3 separate regions of the Mus musculus genome follow, and regions 1 and 2 are each linked to region 3. The links are chromatin contacts, called in public HiChIP or PLAC-seq maps. All regions are on one chromosome and are shown on one strand. The core of a region is the stretch at or near the end of the contact, and the rest is flanking DNA. Distances in the headings are between cores, read along the strand shown.

Region 1 (3,836 bases), core at 468-2,967, 340 kb after region 3:
AGCTGATGAGTAAGTACATCTATCCAAATGAACATTTCCCAGCCATAAAAAGAAATGAAATTCTGACACATGCTAATATGTGGCCACCTTGACAATATTATGTATGCTAAGAGATCAGATGCAGAAAGTTGCATTGTATAAATAGAAGCAATGTCTAAAACAAGTGTTCTAGTTTCTGTTGCTATAATCAAACGCTCTGACCAGAATTTAGGGGAAGAAAGGGTTTATTTCAGCTTCCACTTCCAGGTCACAGTATATCACTGAGAGAAGTCAAGGCAGGAACCGGAAGGCAAGCCTTCTTGCTAATCCACACAGCATCTTGGCCAAAGGAACTCCCTTCACAGCGGAAGTACACAGGAACTTTGTGTACCTTATTGTTTGCTAGGTGGCTTGTAGGCTGTTATACTCAGCTTGCTTTCTTACATAGTTGGGGACCACCTGTCTAGGGATGATGCTGCCCATGATGGGCTGGACCTTCCTACAACAATTAACAATCAAGATAATTCTCCAGTCATGCCCACAGGCCAATATGATGCAGGCCATTCCTCAGCTGAGGCTATCTATGTCAAGCTGATCTTAAAGCTATCCAGGACAGTAAGCAAATCCATGGAAATAAAGAGTAGACTGAGGTAGAGGGATGGGGAAGCAGGCAGAGAAAACATCTTCAACTTATAGCAATGATTGTACAACAGCAAACACAACACCTTTAGGTTATATCTCAGTATAGATTTTTTTTTTTAATTACCATTCCTCTATAGGGACCAGTCTTTCCTCTGGCTTTCAACTCCCAGCAGAGACCTAAAATGTGCATTCCCACCTCACGAGAAGCTACGTGAAGACAAGGTACTACTGCATGACAGTATCATGACACCCAGGTTAATGAACCTGCAAGTTAAGGCAAGAGGCCCTAAGGTAAGAGGTCTGGGCAAGAAGGGTGGCTTGGGAGGGATCAGCGCACCAGGCAGGAGCGGAATCTGTCATTCACACTCCCTCCATCCTCCCCATCAAACACAATCTTCCAACCCCAGAGGTTCAGAAGAGGCTGTTAGATTTTTTTTTTTTCACACAAGAACACCATGAATCACAATTCCCAGAACCAGCAATCCTGAAAGGGCTAGGTAGCCAGGAGTCCAAATGACTTCAATTGATGTCATAGACTGGAAAAGCTGACAGTCAGGCCTTCCAAAATGAAAGTCAATTGCCAACCATGAAATTCATGGCCCCTGGACTCCTCTTCCCCACCTGCTTCAACACCAATTTAAGCAATTCTGAACTCTGATCTCTGTGGTAGAATGTCCCCGATTTATTGAAGTGTCGGGTCCCAATTGTGTTAACATCCACCTCTGGCAGGGCCATTACTAGGCGTGAATCTGGGTGCCCATCACCCTGTCACATTAGCACAGTGACAATCAGAAGCAACAAATCAATCTTCTCCTTCGGAGTCACCAGGGAGCCTTGCAATTTCCCATAATGACGGGAGTGAGGAAAAGCAGGTGAGGCGTCATTTTTCCTCCGGGAGACTGGACAGGCGCTGGAGGGGCTACCGAGCCCACCAGGACGCCTTGCAACCCTCAGCCAAGACGCAGCTGCAGCTCCCTGACAAGGGCTACACCCTCAGACTTGCTTTACATTGGAACTGGGTTACCCTCCCCCTGTGTTTTGCAAACAACCTCAAAACTGTCAGCTCCTGCTGCCCAGGCTTCTCCCAGCTGTCACTATTAACTACCTGTCATCTGCAGGTCTGCTCCACCAGGGCTGCGAGCCAGGAAGGGTGTGTATGTGTACTCAGCCTTATGGTAAATAGGAAAATTCCTTCCAGCAGAGAGGACTGTTTATTTCCAAGCCTGAGGTGCGAGGGAGCGGGGTGAATAGGGCAAGAAGCTGGAGGCTCCTTTGTGAACACCCTCTCGGGGCCTCATGGAGCCAGTGAAATTGTGATTCTGTAGTGGTTATCAACAGCTCAAGCTGTTACTCAGTGAGGAGCCCAGCCTGCTGGCCTTTCTCCTCAGGACCCTGCATCTGAGACTGTGCCCCGGATTCCCATAAGTCTCTCTGATTCAAGGCCGTGACGGTTAATCGTGACTGTCAACTTAACTGGATTTAGGATCACCATAGAAACACATCCCTGAGTGTATCTATGAAGACGTGTCCAGAAAGGTTTTTACAGAACAGCAAAGAGCCATCCTGGATTGTGGGTGGCACCATCCCATGGGGTAGGGTCCAAGACAAAATAAAAAGGAGGCAGTGGGCACCAGCATTGTTTCCCTCTGCATCCTGCCTGCAGGTGCGATATGGCTGGCTGGCTCATGCTCCTGCTGCCATGGCCTCTTTCCCATAAATGCACCCTGGAACTGTGAGCCAAGTTAAGCTAGCTTCCTTCCTTCCTCCCTCCCTCCCTCCCTCCCTCCCTTCCTTCCTTCCTTCCTTCCTTCCTTCCTTCCACCAGGTATTTTGTCCCAGCAACAAGAAAGATGGTAATAGAAAAACTAAGGCATGTGACAGATACTGTTCAGAGTCTCTGTTCAGAATGCCCACACCTGCTGCCTTAGTGCCTCATCTTCTACCTCCTCTTCTGCCTGCAGCCCCCATAGTCATGCAAGCCAAGGCAAACATTGACTGTAGAATCACTATTCTGAATCAAGAAGTCAGGGGACTCTGCAATTAGCAGAGTTAATATCCTACCAATGAAGGTGTTATGGAGAGAGGGGAACATGGAGCCTGCTACACTGAGCCTCCTGAGTCATGGGGTACCCACAACCTGCATTCACATCATGGTAGAAACAACCCATGCCAGCCCAATGTGGCCACCTCCAGGTCACCTCAGCTATACTTGGTGCAGAGCGTCACTCCTGACTGCAGAGAGCTGAACTGTGCTTGCCACAGCACAGCTGAGAGCAGTGGTGTTAATAAGTACTGTGGCTACATCTGCTACAAAGTGACCCCCAGAAACACTCCCTGAAGTATGGGGTGTGACAGACACGTGCTCCAGCAGGCTCAGGTCCACAGCAGATGTGACCCATCTGATGATTAACTTCTGTCCCAGATGCAGGTCACCTGCAAAACCCACTTGTCAACAGAAGGAAGCGGAGGAGATGGCACAGTCAAGTGCTTCCTCGCAAGCACAAAGATGTGAGTTCAGTCCCCAGAACTCACATATATCAGCAAAAGCCCAAATGGCATGATAGTATGTGCTTAGAATCCTAACCTTGGAGGGGAGATGGAGACAGGCAGGTCCCTAGGGATCACTGGCCTGCTAGCCTAGACTTCTTGGCAAGTTCTGGGCCAATAAGAGACACTATCTCAAAAGGCAGTGATTAGTGCTTAGGGAACAGCAGTCCAAGCTGCCCCACTTCCTACAGACACCCGTGGGCTTTGCCATGGTTTGTATGGGCCCTTTGGTCACCTCCTTATTGGTTTTTGTTTTTGAAGACAGGGTTTCTCTATGTAACCCTGGCTGTCCTCGACCAGGCTAGTCTTGCTATTTTATTTTAAGACTGGGTTTTTCAAAGTACGATAGGTAGCACCTGAACTTGAGACTCAGGTAGCTGGGGTTACAGGCTGGTGCCTCACCACCTAATTAGCTGTCACGATTGATTGATAGGCAGGACTCTTGCTGAGGAGTGGTAGCCTTGTTCCTGGTTCATTTGCAGCTCCTTAAGCTTTGCACTTCAGTGAAAGTACGTTGAGGCTGACAAGAAAGGATGGGAGGGGGCTGGGTTGAAATAATTCTGAACCTTAGAGAGTCTGGTCTGCCTATACTGCTTCCTGCCCCCTGGTCTTGCCAGTGAGCTACTACATCTCAGTCCTTTATTTCAGTGTGCCCACATGAACGTGTA
Region 2 (4,023 bases), core at 1,404-3,903, 360 kb before region 3:
CACACCGTCTTCATTTATTTCCGTGATGGCTTCTCTCTTCTCAAAGTCAGAATCATTTTCCTAGATCCTTATCTTCTTTGTGATATGCTCCCTCATATCCCAGCTCCTGGGAAGGCATGAACAAATAAATGTCTGTTCACCTGACATAGGGCGCCAGCAAGCAATTAAAGAGATCATTCCACCCAAATCTAGCTATGGGAACCAGTGAGGCTACCGTGGTTACCTCCGGGATCACTGTGACTAAAGGCTCATCCAGCTTGGATGACAACCTGGAAAAGCTTGTATCCCTGGAGAGCCAAGGATAACTCACAGAGTCCCCCTTTCCCTGGCAACTGTTTACTGTCAGATGACCCAGAAAGGGGGTGTGAAGCCTGTAACTTCCTGAGCTTCCTGAGGCTGCTAAGTTTCATGACCTTGCAAAGCCTTTGAGGATATTTCTTAACTCCAGGGGGTCTGAGGCACCTCCCTCTTCCTGCCTCTCTCCAGGCGGGAATGCTTCACCTTAGAGGGAACAACTTCAGAAGAGCATGCCATGCCTGGCCTTTCTGTTACCTCTGCCTACCAGATCCCAGACTCTCTGTCTCTTTGTCTCTCTCCTTGAAATGGGATCTCTTTACATAGCCCCAACTGTACCTGAAGTCACTCTGTAGACCAGGCTGTCCTCAAACTCACAGAGATCTACCTGCTTCTGCCTCCCAAGTGCTGGGATTAAAGGCATGCGCCACCATGCATGGCTACCAATTTTCTGATTTCTTCTCAGGGTTAACCTTGGACTGTGGGGTTTTGCTATAGTCAAGGTCTAGGAAAATCTGGGCCTTGTCTAGGAACAGGGAGGGATCCCTTTAGCTCCCATATCAGCACCAAGGCTTTGTCTGTGGGATGTCAATAAACATCTTAATTCAACCAAGACTTGGTCCCACATCAAGGATTTGTGCTTGACATCACACAGGGCTTGTGAAGGTCTGGTTATGATGTGACCTCTGTAGTCACAGGAGTACCTCCATATTCTCAAGACTCTGATCACAGTAAGGCAGGAGTCATGGGTATCAAGTGGACAACATCCAGTCAAAGGGCCTCACTGTCATCCTATCAGAGGCAATGCTAATGGTGACCCAGAGAGACTCATGCTGTTCCTGCATTCTACAGAATGAAGTATTAAGATCACAAACTCATGCAACACACATGTATTTTGCCTTATTCAGTTTGGAATGGAAAGTTGCCCTGACCCCATATTTCTTAAGAAGGTAAAAGCCAAGCATATGGGATTTCTAAATAAAGAGGGACTTTTGTGAGGAGAGTGGCTGTCATTCAGCTCTCCATTCCCAAAGGGCCCCAGGCTCCCAGGTAGCTGACATCACCAGCCTGCACCAAGCTTAGCCAGGAAGACAGGTCTTAAACCATGTCTGACTCATGAAGGAAGCCAGCAAAGGACCTAGATCAAGTCTACAAGACCATTCCATCCTGCCCTCCGGTACATGGCATGTGTTCATCAGAAGAGGAGAGAAGGGACAAAGAGGGAGAAGAAAGGAAAAGAAAGGGGAAGACACCCAATAGGATGCAGAATTCAGCCTTCTTGAACTCCTGCAAGACTAGTAACATAACAGCATTATGGAAGTGTTTTAGAAGAGGATTCTGGGAAGGAACCTCTGTTTCAAAGGCAGCTCACTAACGTGACTCATCAAACCACCGTGAGCCATGGAGAGATGCTTGAGAGAGCAGGCGCCTCTCTGAGGAAAAGTGCGTACTCCAGTGGTAGACTCGCTCACCCAAGGCTGACACACTTCCCTGGAAGAACAAGTTAGCAAATGGTGATTATTTCAAGTCACCCACACCCAAGAGACACCTTCTCGGTATGTGGTTGTCCTTAAGGGACATCATTAAACTCTGGTGTTCTGTAGCCCAGTTGGTCATCAGATAAATCATCAGATTTCCTTGGAGGAATATCTTTTGTTTTTTGATTTTTAAAAAAAATAGACAATGTGTGTGAATATGTATGTATGTATGTATGTATATGTGTATGTGCATGTCTGCGTGTGTGTTTGTGTGTGTGTGTGTACAGATGGGGTGTGTGCACATGTATGAATGTTTTCCTGCCTTCCTTTTTTCTTTCATATATACTTTTTATCTTTTGAGACGGTACCTCAGAGCACAACACAAGCTGGATTTGGACTTCGGATCCCCTTGCCTCAGCCTCCCAAGTGCTGAGATTACAGACATGCCCCATTGCCCAAGGCCTTGCATGAATGTACTCTGGTTGTCTTGCTGTCTGCCTCTCTCCGGGACAGAAACTCTTCTAGAAGCCCTTTTTGAGGTCAGGCAGGCCAGCTGTGTCTTGTGGATTTTTGTACCGCAGACAGGAAGGTCTCCATCTGGCTTGTTAATGACAACCACATTTTCAAAACCTCAGACTGGGGCCCAGTGTCTGACCAAGGCTGGGCTTCTACTTCATGAATATAATCATGTGCTCTTTTCACTAAGGGATAGAATGACATCACTTGTCATTAGCCTTTTGCAGAGAATTGTGACAGGATGTTGGGACCACCAAGAACTCAGTGACAAGTGCCTTTGGAACTCCCTTCCAGAGACAGTGATTTGGGAAGCTGGTGCAGTCCTGACTCAGGCACGAAGCTTCTATGCCTCACAGACCGAAGCAGCCTGGGCGACTCGGCATAGCTTAGGGTCCACTGTGGCTAATGAGCTCACTCTTGGGCTGCCGGCCCGGCCCGCCGGTCTGCTGCAAGCTGCCAGCGTCTCAAGCTGTGAATCAGCCTAGGCTGACACTTGATTCAGCATGGCCAAGGAACCTTGGGAACCTCCCCAAACCTGAGCACTTTAGTCCAGAGCTGGAGAGTCACAGGGAAGTCTACCCACCCCAACCTTCCTCTGCCTCCCAGCTACCCTGCTCTTCTGAGAGATTAGAATCCCTGCCATTGTTCTGAAACCCTTAGTTCCACCCACGGTGGCCCTGCCCTGTTGAGGAGGCTGTGGGCTTTGGAAAGGATTCACAAGCGCGCACACACACACACACACACACACACACACACACACACACACACTGTTTCTTTGAGATCCCACTGAATTAAGCTCCTTTGTCCTTCACTTAATTCCAGGGGAGTTAGTCAGCATTAATGGGGTGGTATCTCGAGCTACTTCCCTTTCTGCCTGGAAGTCCACCCACAAGCTTCTTCCAAACGCCACAGGTTTTGTGCCTATTTGTTCTGTGAGTTAACTCTTAAAGGACCTCACAGGAAGAAGAGAAGGCAGCGATGCTCTGAGGGCCCTCATCAGGACCACTGCACATTTTATCCATTGACTCTTTACTGCTGGTGCTGAGGTAGAAATTATTATGCCATTTTCTCGATAAAGAAGCTGAGGCCAGATAAACTATGTTCTCTCCTCCACTCAAGGTCACAGAATTGAGAGTGGATCCTATAATCAACTGAATCCTTACGCACAGGTCCTTAATGTCTAATAATTTGATACCACCAAGTTGGCAAAAGTGTTGTCTGAGGATATCTGTTTCTCAAGTGGCTTTGGCTTAATTTTCCTTAGCATACATTGATTGATTGATTGTATTAGTTGGGGGAAGGTTTTGTGCCACAATAAGGGTGTGGAGACCAGGGGACAACTTTCAAGAATCAGTTATTTCTCTCTACAAAGAGGCTCTCACGGATCCAACTCAGGTGCTCAGGCTTGTCAGCAAGTGCTAATTTTTAATTTTAATTTCCTCCCCAAACCCGTCATTTTAGGAAAGCTGTTGACTCAGTAGCCCTGTTCTCAGTCACAGAGTAACATTTTGTGCCGTGATGACACATGGCACAAACTTCAGGAAGGGTGCGGTCACCCGTGTGACCGAGCTACATGTCAGCCTGGAGACGGGGAGAAAGCTCAGAATTGGCCCACTACTGCCTCTTCTTGTGGTCCTCAAGCTTGCAGTGTCTGTCTGCCATGCTGGTGCTGCCTACCCTCCCTGCCCGGTGTCCACCACATTCTCCAGTTTCTCTTTCCCCATCCTACTGAAAC
Region 3 (3,741 bases), core at 1,214-3,713:
TCTACTGAAGAAACACTATAATGTCTGCCTTCTCACTGAGAGGGCAGCTTCTTTTGCCTCCCCATGTGTGCCCAACATATTCAGAAGGAACTGGGGCTATGCACCAAGGACATGAAGGAAGGCACACCAAACTCCATATGTCAGTCAATGGACGGCATCCTCTCCTCCAGCTTTGTAGCCTGAGATGAAGCTCAATTCTGAAGGAGCAATGTGTAGGAACCACTGGGCTGCTGAGTTAACAAAGCTGCTGAGTCTGGTGTTCATGTGTGCATTCCTTAGATGACCCCACTCTTCTAGCACTGGCAGATTTCGTTCTGCACTGAGTCAAGTACAGAGGAGCAAACTCAAGACACTATGCAAGGGCCAGGCATTAAAGAAAACAGTATGGTCACCCCTCCCCCACCCCCCAAAAGGCCCTCCCACTTCCTCACCTGCTCTCACCACCGCCTAGTCCTAACCAGCTGCAATTCAGATCAGTCTCTGCATTCAGCCCATAAAATGTCTATTTTTAACAAGGAGGCATGATTAAATCATATCAAATGTCTTGTTTACTACATTAACCTCAGTTTCTGCTTAATATATTTCTCAAAGAAAAGAAGACAGCTTGCCTGGAATGGCCAGGTTTTAATGAACCTATGCTGGATATGAGAGATCTCCACTAGGGAAAAGCCAGGCTTTTCAGCCCATATTTAAAGGCATGATATACTCATGAATGAGCCATAGAATTGAATTTAAAGCCTTGGAATACAAGCTCAGGCACAAGCACTGTCACCTTCAGGTTCACTAAAAGATTTGAAAAACTAATGTTTGTTATTGTTAGGAGGCAGAGTCAGGAATTTGTCAGTTCAAGACCAGCCGGACTACATAGCAAGTTCCTGACCATCCTGATGGAGAGAGAAGAATATAAAGGATGGAGGGAGGGAGACATCACAGGATGGTCCTGGTTTTGAAGAAAAATTTATTTTAGCATAATCTGCGGGGGGGGGGGGGGCAGTTGCCTCAAAAGAACATTCTATTCTTAGATTTGAGGGTTGATAGGCATGTAACACCTGTGCCCAGGCCATGTCCTTGGTACATAGGCCCAGGAGTGAGTCCCCTGATCTGACTAGCTAGGTGGGTGTCTCCTCCCATCTTCACTGCTTGGCATTTGTCCCTGCAGAGGCTACACACCGAAGTGAACCATCTCCCCAGACAAAGGCGTACCTTCCTACCCTCAAGGGTATTCCAAGCTACTCCCTGCTAGAACCTCCAGCCAAGGCCTCAAGCATATTGTTCTCCGCTGTCTATCTATTAAGAGGCTCTGGAAAAGCATGCAGGAAGGCTTCATGGTTTCTTTTCCCCCTAGACCCAGCTTAAGCAATGCCACAGTGTATATACACTACCTAAATTCTATCCAGCTTGTATATTTTAAGATTTATTTTAACTTATGTGTATGAGTGTTTTGCCTGAAAGAAAAGGAGTCGGATCCCCCTGAAACTGGAGCTGTGAGAACTGAACCTGGGTCCTCTGAAAGAGCAACAACTGCTCTTAACTTCTGAGCCATTTCTCCAGCTCCTCTATCCTGCTTTCTTAGCAAAGGTGTGCAGCACACTACAGTCTATAATATACACAGACTAAACCCACCAACAACCCCCATGGAGCTCTGTGAGTATGGGGCCAAGCTGCAGCGTCACCACGAGCAGCCCAGGAGAGCCAGTTCCATTAAGACACACACACAGCAGACACTCAGGAAGGAGCCTTCCTTCCTACACACCTCCCACCTTGCCTAATCGGTGGGCCACACACGTAGTGCTCCATCAACAAAAGCCGTGAAAAGTATTATCGTCTTTGTGGCTTATGAAAAGCCGTAATTCTCCTTCCTGTTTTACTCAAAGCCACCTGAAGTTGCCTGGTCTTAAACATGGCCCACCTAAGCTACCAGAGGCAGGAAAGAGGGGTTCTTCCTCGGGAAGATGGAAAAACAAAGTGGTTCTAAATTTGCACACACATTTCTAAACCCACCATCCCAGGGCCTTCAGAAATGCCCGAGGGAGGAAGAACTTTCCTCGACTGCTCTGTGGCTGAGAACACCTGGGGTTGCAGGATGAGCAATAACAGAAAACTTACCATAAAGAGGGAATGTGAACAACATTAGAAAACCTTTCAGGAAGGGGGGGCGGGGGAGAGAAAGCAGCCTCCAGACTCGGGGCCAGGTGGGCAAGGACAGCAGTTTTCTGCCAAGCTGAAAAATATAGGTAAAAAGATTAGGCCTACGCAACTTTTGTTTGCTACACATCCAGCACCCAGGATGGCCCTGGTCAGAAGGCTGCTTGGCTCCTGGCTACCGTGGTGTTTTTTCTTTCTTGACAATTCACTTCCCCAATAGGCATGGTGCCAACTCAAATGAGACTCAGAGCACTGAAAAGCCCTTCAGGTAAACAGTGTGATAAGCTAAACTGAAAAACTAGACAATGTTTTTGGACTATGAGGTAGTTGCTATGGAGACAGTTGCTAATTAACTGCTTTCAAGCAGGAGAACAAAGGGCTCAGGGCAGGCAGGCCTCTGTATCTCCTAGCTAGCAATGCATGGAGCTTGCGCAACAGCACGTCGCTCATATCTGGAATACCTGAGACCCGGCTGGTCGGCTAGATGCCTGGGGAATTGACAAAAGTACATTTTCTTCATCTTGACCTGGATTAACGGCACCTGGCCACCAGTACCTGTCAGGGAAGCAAGCTACACAGTAAAATGGCAGATTGCAGAGTAGCAACAAAAAGCCTGGCCCTTTCCTGAACAGTTATCTCCATTGCTGAGTGGAGACAATGGGGAATGGTTTGGATGGAGGGCTGAGCAGAAGAACTTTTTTTGTTTGGGGTCCTGGGGTTATACCCAGAGCTTTGCACATACATGCTAAGCATGCATTCTATCATGGAGATAAATGCAAGAGAATGAGTAATTTGTATGTAGGCGTGTGTTTCTAATATGCATGCATGAGGCCACAAATCTACAGGAGGTGCTTTCCGCCTTATTTTTTGAGACAGGGTCTTTTATTGAATATGGACCACACTAATAGGCCTGACTGTCTGGCCTGAGAGCTACCGAATCCACCTGTCTCTACACCCCAGCACTGGTGTTCCCATGCTTGTACAGCAAGCACTTAACGCCCTGAGGCAGCATCTCAGCGTGCCTGCACCCCAATCTGTAAATGATAAGTTCAACTTTTCATGCTTTACTACAGACCCCCCCCCAAAAAAAGTTATTTCAAAACAAAGGCATAATCTCTCCTCTTTTGGGATTCAAGTTCCCTATGGAAAACGATGTCTGGATATAGCTCAAGACCCAACAATAAAACCTATAATCACACCATACTCTTTGGCTCCAACATTATGCAATAATAACTAACTCAATAAACATGCACAAGAGTGCAACTGAAATGTGTCTATCTATCGCGGGCTCTTTCCTCCTCGGTCGCCATCCCAAGCTGACTGGGCTGATCCTGAGGCGGCAATGCTATTCTGAAGGGCTGGCCCCAGAGCTACAGTCCTTTACCAACATCAACACTGAAGCAGCATTAGCTGCTAGTGACAACCTCGTCTTGGAAAGACTCTGATGCCTCCACTGAGACCCAAGTTGTTTGTGCCAGGTTACATGAAACATATCTGCATTAAATAAATGTCCAGTAAGCTTTGCCTCCGAGAACACATCAAACACTCCTCTTCACTCTTAAGAATTTCAGATCAATTCGACCTGGAGCATCTACC

What was found. HiChIP or PLAC-seq counts read pairs in DNA pulled down with a chosen protein or histone mark.
Region 1: a FOXA1 HiChIP or PLAC-seq map of pancreatic cancer cells shows a contact between it and region 3. The contact joins two enhancer-like sites. A contact is called at or near these places in 6 of 39 promoter capture datasets (cranial neural crest, embryonic stem cells, frontonasal cranial neural crest and 3 more), 2 of 484 Hi-C or Micro-C datasets (liver and palatal mesenchyme) and 3 of 115 datasets of contacts at active chromatin or transcription factors (embryonic basal ganglia, epiblast stem cells and pancreatic cancer cells).
Region 2: an HNF4G HiChIP or PLAC-seq map of pancreatic cancer cells shows a contact between it and region 3. The contact joins two enhancer-like sites. A contact is called at or near these places in 1 of 484 Hi-C or Micro-C datasets (the HL-1 cell line) and 1 of 115 datasets of contacts at active chromatin or transcription factors (pancreatic cancer cells).

The regions. Positions count from the first base shown.
Region 1 is chr7:112,442,707-112,446,542 of GRCm38.p6, reverse strand. The region is part of intron 1 of Parva (parvin, alpha); the gene reads right to left. Among named protein-coding and RNA genes, the nearest start is that of Gm45998, 6.8 kb to the left of the region's middle. Within about 2 kb of position 1,717, at least 43 of the 459 cell types and tissues checked have an H3K27ac peak or open chromatin away from gene starts, as enhancers often do. A contact at or near this core is called in liver and pancreatic cancer cells, where this site is marked.
Region 2 is chr7:113,146,586-113,150,608 of GRCm38.p6, reverse strand. No RefSeq gene overlaps it. Among named protein-coding and RNA genes, the nearest start is that of Gm33659, 3.0 kb to the left of the region's middle. Within about 2 kb of position 2,653, at least 142 of the 459 cell types and tissues checked have an H3K27ac peak or open chromatin away from gene starts, as enhancers often do. A contact at or near this core is called in pancreatic cancer cells, where this site is marked.
Region 3 is chr7:112,787,248-112,790,988 of GRCm38.p6, reverse strand. The region is part of intron 2 of Tead1 (TEA domain family member 1); the gene reads right to left. Among named protein-coding and RNA genes, the nearest start is that of Tead1, 110 kb to the right of the region's middle. Within about 2 kb of position 2,463, at least 88 of the 459 cell types and tissues checked have an H3K27ac peak or open chromatin away from gene starts, as enhancers often do. A contact at or near this core is called in liver and pancreatic cancer cells, where this site is marked.